2 separate regions of the Gossypium hirsutum genome follow, and region 1 is linked to region 2. Evidence: chromatin contacts called from public Hi-C data. All regions are on one chromosome and are shown on one strand. The core of a region is the stretch at or near the end of the contact, and the rest is flanking DNA. Distances in the headings are between cores, read along the strand shown.

Region 1 (2,700 bases), core at 63-2,562, 130 kb after region 2:
GTATTTGAGTGTCAGCATGAGACCCCGAACCATTTCAGTTAGAAACAGTGTGTTTATGCTTCTCTCGAAAACTGCAATTGTGCAGAATATGAGAAACCAATCACTTCCTAAAAGAAAATGATGTAAGAAGCAATGGAAACAGAGACATTCCGGCACGCTACATTACCAGAACTCCAGTCCTTTGAAATCTCCTTTGCAAGCTGCTCTCTTTCTTCATCATCTACAATTTACAAATAAAAACATCCATGAACAAACATGGGGATCATTAGCTATGCACTTAAAAGCACTCACATGCATTTTCTAGAGCTCTGTTACAAGAAATCACTATTTCTACAGCAAATTCTGAATTGGTTCGCACGATCCCAGTCAAGAAACACTAGCCATCCAATTCAGTAAGACTAGTGATCCGCTTAAGATATGGTTTATTATAACATTATTGAGTAAAACAAATAATTCACAAAACTTCAAATTTTATTTATTCAGAATTATGTGTTTAAATAAATATAAAAGCTATATACATACATATACATAAAAGTTCCAAAGAAATGTTTTAGGTTCCAATAAATAGCATTTCGTTCCTAACAAATGATCCAGAGAAGAGTACCCTATCGAATTAGGTTTTACAAAATGTAGCGATTTGTGTTCCGACCAATGTGGTAAAACTGTTCTAGTAGTATTTCTGGTAGACCAATGAATCCAAATAGAAAAGGAACTGCATTTTTCACCATTTCCACACTCTTTTCGAAATTCAAACCATGACATATAAACATGTAAACATTTAGGTTTAGATAAAAATGAGAAGAAGAAATAAAAAGCCAACCTTTCTGCGTGCCATATGAGCGTGAACTGAGTCGCAACCCGTAGTGCTGTGAACCCTGCAACACTTGCCCTGACACAGCCTATACATATATATACATTCATAAAAAATTTCAAAAAAAAATCCTTACAAAAGAAAATTGAACTAAAAATCGTTTCCTTGATAAACAATATTACGAAATTATTTAGCTTAAATCTAGATAAAAAGATCTGAAAAGCAAAATAATGATTACGTTCTAGAGGGGGATGAAGAAACGAGTTCTTACAAGGTGTCGAGCTCGGAGAGCGTTGAGAGAGTTACGAGCGAAGATTGCAGCCATTGATTTTGATTGAAGTTGGTGTTAATCAGACAGACGAAGACGATCAGATCGTCGCCGAGCAGAGCTGTACAACCAAGGAACTGGAAAAAGAAAATCTCCCGATTAATTGAGGGATTTTCACGATGCCTTCGATAGAATCGGTTCGACTTGAAACACCAAAACGGCAACGTTTAGGGGTTTGCAATTGCAAGCCTATTACAGTAGTATTATCTTAATGTGGGCTTCAGGGAGAGAACATTCCCTAACGGGCTAAGCCCAAGAATAACACATTCATGTTTGGTTCGTTTTAGTTATTCACAGAAAAATTGTACTCATGGTCGGGCTTGGGTTTATAGTTTTTGACTTTGAGCTGACTCGGTTTAATCTGTTTTATTGTTTAAAAAAATAAAAAATAATAATTTTATATAAATATTTATACACTTTTATAAATAAATTTAAATAAAAAATATTTACTTATTATTTTAAATAGAAAAACGAATAATTTAGACAATTCTAATTTGAATTCAGTCTTAGAAATATTTTGAAAAAAACAATGAATAGATAGGTGTTATTAGGGCTGTGCATTATTCGGTCGGGGGTCGGTTAAGGTTTTTTGATTTGTTCGGTTAACGGTTAAATCGGTTCGAAACGGGTCGGTTAACCGAACAAATTCGGGTAAACCGAATTTACAGTTTAAGGGAGTTGGGCCGAATAAGACAGCCCAAATGTAAGTATTCAACAGCCATAGGCCCTAGCCCAAGAAGGGTAGAACTTGGCCTGCTGTGTGCTGTCCATTAGACCATTACCGTTTGGTCCATTTCTCAGCAGCAGAGTGAGCAAACACCCCTAACAACACCCCTATTCACAACACACCTCCAGCTCTCCTCCCTAATTTCACAAATTTCACAAATTTCACTTTCACACTCACACTGTCACAAACACAGTCCCAACAACACCCATAGCCCTAAATCTCAGTCTCAGTCTTAACTCTTAACACCCAACACCCAACAAACACTCAATAGTAGAATCGGGAGTCGCCGAGTCACCAAGTCGCCGAAGTCGCCGAGTACCAGGTTTGCTTTCTTCTAACTTCTTACCTCTTCACTTCATCTTAACCAATGCTATCCATGGTTGCTGACTTGCTGTCTTCTTTTGTACATATGAAATTTTAATATATATATTAGATTTTACAAGCAGCTATGTAAAAAAAAAAACCCTAAACAATAAAAATGGTAAACGTACATGAAAATTGAAATCATGGGGAGTGAGGCAGTGAGCAATGAAATGAAATATATAGAATTGTTTTTTCAGTTTTTCTGTGGTGGATTGAATAATGAATAGAGTCATGACCATTTCTTCTTGGGCCTTTTTTCATCATTATAATATCAGGGCCATAGGAAATTTTTTACTAATATTATAATTTTCATCATTACCCATTTCCAACATTCAATTTAGCTTGTTCTTTTCATGGCGAATTGTGCTGTTTGTATTTCGATTGAACTAATAAAAAGCTTTTCTATTGCTATTCGAGTTTTTAATGAAATTCTTTTAATAGTTGTTGACTAGATACAGTTAAATAGACATT
Region 2 (2,700 bases), core at 23-2,522:
CTATGTATATGCAAATTTTTATAGCTTAAGCTTAGGTTAATTTGGACCGACAAGGTTATTAATTATATGTTAAACGTCATCTAAGAGAAGCAGATGCTGTCGGCCTGGTTGCATGCATGGTTGAAGCACATTGTTGAAATTTGACCTACCTGTCATTAGCCATATGAGGACATAATTGAGAGTTTATCAGTTAAGGTCTCGATGCTTAATCTTATCCTAAATCTACTAATATCTGGATCTTAATTTATATGTCACTATTATTTTTTTAAAAAAATTAAGGATGTTAATAATTTATAAAGAATATATTTACTTTTAGGGCATCCAATGATTTGCATGATTTTCGGATCGTAGATTAATAAAAACTATTCGCTTTTGCATGAACTAATTTACCTTTTGAGTTGGATTTTCATGTGCTTTTTTTAAGTAAGAAAATGGCTTTAAAATTGTTAAATATTTAAGTTGTTTGTAGTGAAAATGAAAGCACTAAAAGGCAAAAACGAAGTACGTAATATATATATATATATATGATATTATGTATTCCAACAAGAGATTCTTTCACAAACAAAAAAACACAGGGTGGGGTGGGGGAAGTAAGGATCACAATTATGTGCCTTTTCCTCGTACAAATTTATAGGCGAAACATAAATAGAAGAGCACAACAAAACTTAGAATTAATGGCTGATTAATCTTCTATCATTAATAATAGCTAGTATAGTAGATGATCATCTTTATTGTAGGTGGAGAAATGATTCAACTTCATGCTTCAATTCAGTTTCAGATTTTCCATCCCTGCATATCACATATCAAACCACCAAGGTCTCAGGGCATCATGCATGGTTATAAAAAAAAAAGGGTTTAAAGTTGGCAAAGTAATATAGTTACCTTGGCTAATTTCCATTGGACCTGTAAGGGAAGGGAACTTGGCCTGATTCAATATACTTGACATCAGCCACAAGCAGCTCATAGTGCCTCTTAACTTCCTCAGCAGTTTTCCCACCAACAGCTTTGGCAACATTGTACCAACGGTCAGGGGTGTCCTTATCATACACAGCCAAAGCCCTTTCAAAGTCTTTGTTTTGTTTGGCTGTCCATGAACCTGAACCACGGGACGACATTGAGCTCGATGCCATTCTTTGTTCTAAAATTATGTATATATCAGTTTCAAAGAAGAAAAAAGGGTCAAAGAATCACTACTTAGAATGGCTAAAAGAAAGTGATATGTAATAGATTGCACAAGGTACTAAGAGACTGCAACCAAAGGGATTGTTATGAGCAGAGAGTTGGCAATGGTTGCTCTCTATATAAGGAGCGGAGTGGTGGGGTATATGACCAGTTGGCGTAGAAATCTTGCAAGAATTTTAATGATTTGTCTCCTTAGGAACCACAAAAATTGGAGTACAAAGAAGAAGAAGAAACAGTAATGTAAGAGAATCAGTTTTTTTTTTTAAAAAGGTGTTTTATAAGTAAATGTAGCATTTTAAGTCCTTTTCTTGGCATAATATTCTGCATATTATATGATGCGAAGTAAAAGTTCCTTTTTTATGAGGCATTAATGTGCAAATATTGTAACAGAGATAGGACCAAATTTGGTAAAAAATGCATGGTAAATTGTTCGATGCAAACTCTTTCAAATTGGTCCCTAAGATGTGCAAAAAAAACATACCCAAAACTTGATATCATATAAAGAAATAAACAAGATATCCATATGGTTTATAGAGTTAGCAGCCCTTGTTGAAATGGGAAACTGATTTTGAATAATGGGTCATTTTGGGTGAACAAAATAAGTAAGACTAAGCTTCTTGGCTGGTCCATATCTCCAATGATGAAGATCCAGAATCATTCCTTAACTGACTTCATGTTAGTCATGCTCTACCAAATTACAATTATTTGAAAGAATCTTTTATTGGCCCTTCCCCCCATGTGGACTTTAACCCTTCTTCAAATATGCCTTCAGATATGCTTTAAAGTTAAAAATTAAAAATTTTTACCTTCTCCTACAAAAAATTCTAATACAATCATTTTTTTTTTCAAAATTTACCGTGTTAATGATCAGATTTAATTTTGACAAGAAATAGTAATTGTGTTAATGATTAAATTAAGATTATTAAATCGAAATGCAAAATAATTTAATTTTTTAAAGTATCAAAATTAAATCTCAAATTTCTATGAAAGCACAGGGACTGTCAGCATGTTTTGGCCTTTTATTTTTATTTATTTATTCTCTTAGTTTTTATTTAAAAGGTTGTTGCCCCAAAAAATTATCAGCAAAAATCTGGTTTTGAGAATATATAAAGTGACTAATAGGCTTCAGCTAGTCAATATATATATATAAAGTTTGAAATCCCATTACTGGTGTAAATTAAGCAATCTCCTAATATGCAGATTACTGTTGAGCTGAACCCCCTGGAAGTGAAATTCAAGCATGATATAGCTAGCATTTGAAGTATATATAATCCAAGTTTGAATTCGTGATAGTAATGCATGCAAGTCATTTATCACTGTATAAGTGACCAGTTGACAAATATCTACATGTTCTCTTTGTTGTCAACTTGAACATTATTTGCAAATTGCTTCATTTGCAGATGAGTCTCCACAACAATGGAAGGTTAAGCTTGTGAAAGGTAAAGCCATACTTAATCAACCTAATCCGATCACTTGGAAGATAAACTCAAAATCAGAAAAAGACACAAAGACTAAATA

The links. A called contact is a pair of places that touch in the nucleus more often than the background predicts.
Region 1: a contact with region 2 is called in a Hi-C map of leaf, with 3 times the contacts expected there. The contact joins the promoter of LOC107952138 here to the promoter of LOC121212191 in region 2. A contact is called at or near these places in 6 of 34 Hi-C or Micro-C datasets (hypocotyl and leaf).

The regions. Positions count from the first base shown.
Region 1 is chrA13:4,193,974-4,196,673 of Gossypium_hirsutum_v2.1, forward strand. It overlaps LOC107952138 (NADH dehydrogenase [ubiquinone] iron-sulfur protein 8-B, mitochondrial), which reads right to left and starts at 1,313. Exons shown (of 8, transcript XM_016887416.2): 1 at 1,083-1,313; 2 at 821-899; 3 at 167-220; 4 at 1-71. The coding sequence starts at 1,136.
Region 2 is chrA13:4,062,049-4,064,748 of Gossypium_hirsutum_v2.1, forward strand. It overlaps LOC121212191 (protein RADIALIS-like 1), which reads right to left and starts at 1,273. Exons shown (of 2, transcript XM_041084533.1): 1 at 883-1,273; 2 at 744-789. The coding sequence starts at 1,130. The coding sequence ends at 888.